Linked DNA regions of Mus musculus: region 2 is linked to region 1. The links are chromatin contacts, called in public HiChIP or PLAC-seq maps. All regions are on one chromosome and are shown on one strand. The core of a region is the stretch at or near the end of the contact, and the rest is flanking DNA. Distances in the headings are between cores, read along the strand shown. Region 1 holds the start of Cytip (cytohesin 1 interacting protein). Region 2 overlaps Acvr1c (activin A receptor, type IC).

Region 1 (3,617 bases), core at 364-2,863:
GGCCTCAAGAATCAGAAGAGAGACCCGAACCATCATGGTTGGCCAGTTCGTAAATACATTCATGGGTGTGGCCTGACTGATGTGTATGGGCAGGGAGCAGATGTGCCTTTGTTTTTTTTTAATACTAGTGGAATATAAATGTAAATGTAGTTATTGAAAGAGTCAGCATGTTAGGTGCATTTTATGGCATATAGTGAAACATGCTTCCAGTCAATCATTAATGTCTGCAATCTACAGACTAATACCTCATAACACTGAATTTGTACAGTTACTGTTTTCATCTATAGAACTTGGCTTGATTCAATGTTTGCAAGTATTAACACATTTACCTGACTGTAAAATTCCTAGAGGAAAAAAAAAATTGTTAAGCTACCAAAGTTACCAGCACTTTCTTTTGAATTACACATATCTGCCCCCTAGAAGGATGTGTGCTTGTAATCTCCAACTTAGATTTTATATGTTTTAAGGGACATCGTCTTCTTTCTATTCTTATTCAGTTCCAACAGTAAGGAGTCATGCTGTGTTAGAGCGTTACCGTTCTCCGATCCGGCTTCCTCTTTTCATTAATTCTGACGACTTTATGACTCACACTTGGCCAGTTCTGCTTGGGTTGAACCCACTTCGAGTTCTAGTGCACGCATTCCATTCTAGCTCGGAGCTTTTCTAACTCTTGTAAACTCTAGTAGTGACCTTCCAAACGACTTTTACGTGCGTGTTTGACTTCTGTGCTATTTAAAACTTCTCCTTTTTATTTTTGCTTTGATTCTGCCTTTTACGTACTTTCCTGCTTCTGGGTGAAACCCGTTATCTTCAACTACTTGAAAAATACAAAATTTAAAAAATAAAAAAAGCAACTGTTTTCAAGTCCCTCCCCCCACCGTGATGGCACACTGCCACAGGAACCATCCTGTGTTATCTCAGCTTGACTACCCCCTTCTTTCCCACTGCTTTCTTCCCCCCTAAAGTTGTAGGTATGAGTAGCCCCAGATACGAACAATGTTCTGCACTAAATACGCTGCCTTTCCTTCCCCTCCCCGTTATGTTCTTATAAAGCTGATGGGTAATTGCGGTAAGAATAAAGCGGCATAAAGGCAATTAGGTGAATGTCAAACGGCTACAGCTCTAGGGACAGAATGCATTTTTGATGAACTTTAATGAGGTAGAGGGAGGAACACCACAAGGACTTTACCAGAGAACAACCTGGCCAGCACCTGTGACATTTACAGCCAAAAGAGTGAGTGAGGGCACAGTCTGTTAAGTGCACGGGGGTGCTAATATTAAATGAGCAAACGGGTAGGAAGCAAATGAGCGAACTTGAACAAAGTTGTTTTCTTTTCTTTTCTTTCTCTGGAAAATTCTGTTTTGAGTACCCGTAGCCATAGAGTATCAAACTCTATGTTCCGGCTGTTTGAGGGAGGAAAAGTACACTGATTTTTTTCTTTTTCTTTTTTTTTTTTTTTAATTGTAGAAAAGGAACGCAAGGTTCTCTCAGGAGCACTGGAGAGTAGGAGTGACCTCCTCTATAGGCTTTGTGCAACAGTGTCTCAAACCACAGCAGTCACATGGGTTCTGTTGGCTTTGCTACTTTTTCGACTGCGTGTCAGAGGGCTGTGCATTTCGCTTCCTCCCTCCTGCAAGGCCAGGGAACCATGTGTTGGCGGGATTAATCTTTGCCCACAATGTCTCTGCAAAGGTTTCTGCAGCGGCAGGGCAGCAATGGCAATTTGGAGTACTGTGCTGACTCTGCCTACGGCTCCTACTCCGTCCTCACGGGCCAGCTCACGATGGAAGACAACCGAAGGATTCAAGTGCTGGCAGACACTGTAGCTACTTTGCCCCGGGGACGAAAGCAGGTAAGGTTGCTGCGCTGTCTAGAGTGTTCACGTTTGCCTGACCTCTGCTGAAAGTGGTACCTGCTCCTGCGTGTCTCTGTTAACTTTGACTACCAGCCTTATTCCCCGCGCTTAGGAGTCATTTCGGTTCTTATTCAAAGGAGAGTTCTTTTCCCTGAGGAGAACCTCTGTCTACTACCCAATTAACTTAGGAGTTAATGACTGAGAGTACATGTGAGGGGGGAGGTGACATGTCTACCAGAGATAGTATCACAGTTGAAGGATAGAAAAACAGTCACTTTTTTTTTTTTTTAAAGTAAGACTCAAATATTTATCTTCATTTAAAGATGTGCTCAGGTAAAATGAAAGTTGTTGAGAACAATGAACATGAAGGTCGTTTACAGGTACACAACCCACACGATCAACACTCCTCCGTTTGTGTGTCTGTTCATTGTCTCCCTCTGGGCTTACCTCCAGGCCCCGTCAGTTCACAATCGAGAGAAGACTTCTCCTTGAACACTACCTCTGTCAGCCAAGTGAATTCTTCAGTCCTGGAGCAATGATAGAACCTTGGGCTATTGGGAAGTAGGACTATTTCGGGGAGGTGAATGGGCTGCTTGGTAGCTGTGGCATACAGAGCAAGTTGGTAGCTGCCCCCCTCACATTATGTCTTTCTGAAAAGGAAGCTATCAAACTAAACTCCATTCACTTGATTAGGTAACAGCAGAAACAACTTCCTTGAACCCTCTGCCCTTTAAGTAAGGAAATGTACAGGGCACTCAGCACTCAATAAAGGCTGTTCGAAAATTTTTATGAAATGTCTTTAGAGATGAAAACTCAACTGGAAAAGTATGTGTCTAGTGAATTTGTTCTGAATCTTTGGTCTTCCATTTGTAATACATAAGAATGAACTATATACCACTTTATGTATTTTGATCATATACTTTTCTATAAGGTCCAAGGTGTGTATTTGAATTTATATAAACAGTCATGCACAAGATGTTTAGAACTGACTTAAAACACAGCTTTGTGGCTTACTACATTGTGCATATTGTGTTCTCCTCTGAGCTCATCTAACTTCAGCATTACAAAGTTGAAGCGTAGGGGAGAGTCAGGACCTGATGTGGTGAGTGGATTCCTTGGCATTTTCCACAGTGATGAAGCTCATTTGCTAGTAGTTGATTGTCATTCTCAATCCAACGTGTTTTTATAATACAAAGTTTGGTGAACATCTGTATCGATTTATAAATGGGCAACACAGGAAACGCCAACGGGTTTACTCAGATTCTAAACAGAGAGCAGTCTGTTTCTCTTTCTATTTAATACAAAGCCATTACACCAAATTCTGATCATTTGCTATCCTACTATTTGTTCTCGGCATATATCACTTACCAGGAAAAATACTGTTAATAACTGCACCACGGAGGGAATCTTTCCAGATCTTGTTCTCAGCTCAGGCTTTACACGTTGCCAGTCCCTGCCAGGTAAATCAAACTATATGTCAGCCCTGAGGGCTGGAGAAGGGTTAGCATTAGGGGACAGTTTGAGCAGGTGTATATGTAATATGTCTCCATAAACTGTCTTAGGCTTCCTAAGCATGGGAATCCCTAATGTGGGGACACAGACTCTGGTGTGTCAGGAAAATCCAGTGTGTGCCTGTGAGAGTTGAGAGGAGGGACAGCATGTGGCCAGTTTCCTTGAGAAAATAGTGCAGTTGGTTCTTGCTATCCACAGAGCATTGGTTCCAAAACTACCATCTTTGAAAATCAAAGACCAGAGATGTTG
Region 2 (3,259 bases), core at 78-2,577, 150 kb before region 1:
TGGTCAGCTCTGCAGAAAGAGTCAGGAGCTGACCAGAAGCTGTTGTGTAGATGTGGAACCTCTCTTTAGGATTGTGAAAGGATCTTTGCCCCCATGCTTCCTACCTTTCATCCATCACCCTACAGGCCATTTGTGGATGGGTGATTTGATGAAGAACCAGGTGGCCCTCTTTTTTTTCCTCAGGTCTTGTTTGTAGTACCTGACCTCTTGGTTCCTTTCTTTGTGACAAAATTTCGACATTGAATAAAGCTTGTGCCTCCTCCACCCCATTTGCACACTGCTGTGGTCCTAGTAACACACAGCTGGAAACTGCTGGTGCTTACTTTCTTCCTTCTTCAAAATGCTTTTTAAATGTTTGATGCTAATTCCTAACAGCTTATAGGGGCTTTCATGAAGCTTCTATTGTGACACAGAAAGACACTCATTTTGTATAATTTGTTTCACCTCACATGGACATAGAACAAGATTTTTACAAAACAAATCTTTAAAATGTATAAGGTACTTCAATCATTGCTATTTCCTTAAAAAAAAAAAGTGCCCGTCGGCTCCCATGGATAGGCTTTTTCACAGCTTAAGAAACACCGCTTTTTAACTGATGTTAAAGGGTAGAATTTGTAAATGGAGCAAGGGCATTTATTATTTTAATTCATGAGTATAAAAAAAACTATTCAAAATGTTAGTTACTATTTTAACTTCACACATTTTTTCTTTTAAATGGCCTAAAATTGATTAGATTTCAGACAAATTAATTCACATCACTAAGACTGAAATTTAATTTAGATCATATTTAAATTGAATCATTTGCTCTTAAAATGTACCTTCTGGTTTAATTTTACACATGGGTATAATTTTCAGGAGTTAGCAGTTTTATTTGATAGAAATAAGCTTATATTTTGGTAGAAGTATAATACTAGGAAATTTTCTCTCTTTCTTGAAGTTTATTAAAACAGTTATTGTTGAGATGTTGTTGAAGAAAGAAATAATTTTCCAAGTTCAATATGAGCACAAATATAAGTGTTTTTTTTTTTTTAATTTGGAAAGCAACAACCATTTCACAAACTAACCTTTTTTTGGACTAGTACTTAAGTTCGTGCCTTTACAAACAGCAAACATGTCAAGCCCACAAAACAAATGTGGAATCATATGTTTAAAATTTTAATATAGATTATGCAAATTAATTAAGCAAGAGAAACTCATGTTTTCTAGAGCTTTCTCTGTCTAATCTCTTTTTCGTGTCTACTTTTAGAGCAGAAGGAAAAACCTGTATTACTCACTGCCTCTTCCTGGAGTTGTGCTTCTCATTTTGACCCTGTGCCCTTCCACCTAGTAGTCCTCCCTACAGATATGACAGTTACAGGCTGTTCATTCTCAGTTCCTCTGAAATACGGAGAGATGATATTTTGGCTAGAATATTTTACTTTCAGAAGTAAAAGAAGTAATCCTAGCCCTTCAAGAATATTTCTAGTTCAAAGGGAATATATTGATTTGCATATGTTAGTATGCACGGAGGCAAACATCTGTGTAGAGCAAACAAATAATAGGCAAACATTTTCTATACCTAGGGTATATTTGTCCCCACAATAACTTCTTTGAGTTCCATAGTCCATTCCCCTCATTTTTTCTCACATTCCTTTACGAATGTTACCACAAAAGCACAGCTCTCACCTCAAAGGGCATCACTGGTCCTTTGATTGATGAGGAATATTATCTAAAGCTTTTTTTTTTTAAATCTGTTTATCAGGATGTTCAGTTCGGCTTTATCTGCTAGCTCCCTGATGTTAGGTCTGCCACAGAGGGAAGCAAAGATTGGCTCTAAAGATATTTCAGAGTAAATTGACTTTAGACTCGGACCTGTGACTTCCAAACTTCTCTGTGTCATTGATATTGTAACGGGTCTGTCAGCTAGAGAAGCACAGCTCCCTTCCAGGAATTCTTCTCTACTCCGACTTGGTATAAACTGGACTTTATAAACTCCGCCCTCCTTCCACCCCCCACCCCCCCACTTTTGACATTTAACCACTTCAGCGTCTACAGCTTCTGTGGGCTGAAGTCTGCAGCTTTGGGGACTGCTGATTCATGCTTCCTGGCTTAATTCCTTGTTTGTGATTTTTGTATGTGCGTTTGTTTTGGCATCCTTAGCTGGAGAAATGGTAAAATCCTAGCTTAAATGAATTTCCTCAGAAAAGACTGAGATTAATTTTTGTCAAGTGTCTCAGGGTGCCGTCCACCCAAATCCGTTCCATGTTGTAATTAACTATTTTGGGTGAATATAGAGAGTGAGTTCTAAGCCTGCTTTTCCTTCCTTCCCTCCCCTACTCTTTCTCCTTCTCTTCTTCCTTCCACTTGTCTTTCTCTTCCCCTCCTCTTCCCTTCCCCTTCTTTTCCTCCCCTTTCCACTTCTTTTTCCCTTTCCCCTTCCCTGTCCATTCCTTCTCTTTCTGTTCTACTGAAAACAATGGTTGAGAGAGAAGACTATACTCTGTCATCCTCTGTTGAATATTTTTGTTTCCTTTGTTTTCAAGGCAGTGTCACCTGTAGCTGCCTGTTTCACCTAGGCATCTCAGGCCTGACTTTTCGTTGTTTCTGGACTATGTTTTTATCTCCTGTCTTTGTACAGTAAGCACTTGGCCACCACGACAGGGCAGACAATTCCAGGGTACATTGGCAGATCTTCCCATACTTTAAGCACGGTCTGGATTTTCACTGTAAGTTTGGCAGCTGAGCAATTCATCCCCCATCTTCCCCCCCTCCCCCACCTCCTGTCCCAACCATGAAACAGAAGAAAATCATTTCTATTTTACTTAGCATTTCAATGTATACAATACGAGAAAGCGTGCCCGTGGCCATCTAAAGAGGAGCTTGGCAAAGATGGAAAACTCTAGAATGACTTAGTTTTGAAAGGATACTGGCATAAATATCTATCCATCTGGAAGAAAACAGGGTTGTATCAAGTGTCACATCATATACAAAAATAAATTACAGCTTGATCAAATATCTAATTGTGACATACAGAACAATTTTAAATGTCAGAGGCAAATTTAGAAGAAAAGAGTGTATGACTTTATAGTATGGAAACTGTTCCTAAATAAGACAGGAAACTTAGATCTATAAAAGGAAAAGACAAATATAATTGAGTACATGAAAACTAAAATAAAGTGAATGAGAAAAGAACATAAATAATACTAAAAGATAAATATCGGGTAGAACTATTTGTAGTATATATGACTGAGAAAAAAGTGACATAGATTTATTTAGAAAA

Evidence for each region. HiChIP or PLAC-seq counts read pairs in DNA pulled down with a chosen protein or histone mark.
Region 2: an H3K27ac HiChIP or PLAC-seq map of bone marrow-derived dendritic cells shows a contact between it and region 1, with 2.0 times the contacts expected there. The contact joins the enhancer-like site here to the promoter of Cytip in region 1. A contact is called at or near these places in 1 of 39 promoter capture datasets (pre-B cells), 1 of 15 datasets of contacts at CTCF or cohesin (large pre-B cells), 1 of 484 Hi-C or Micro-C datasets (embryonic stem cells), 4 of 115 datasets of contacts at active chromatin or transcription factors (DN3 thymocytes, bone marrow-derived dendritic cells, memory CD8 T cells and 1 more) and 2 of 9 other capture datasets (adipose tissue and embryonic stem cells).

The regions. Positions count from the first base shown.
Region 1 is chr2:58,158,118-58,161,734 of GRCm38.p6, reverse strand. Cytip (cytohesin 1 interacting protein) reads left to right here and starts at 1,613. Exons shown (of 8, transcript NM_139200.4): 1 at 1,613-1,853. The coding sequence starts at 1,680.
Region 2 is chr2:58,307,944-58,311,202 of GRCm38.p6, reverse strand. The region is part of intron 2 of Acvr1c (activin A receptor, type IC); the gene reads left to right. Among named protein-coding and RNA genes, the nearest start is that of Gm13544, 33 kb to the right of the region's middle. Within about 2 kb of position 1,327, at least 10 of the 459 cell types and tissues checked have an H3K27ac peak or open chromatin away from gene starts, as enhancers often do. A contact at or near this core is called in adipose tissue and bone marrow-derived dendritic cells, where this site is marked.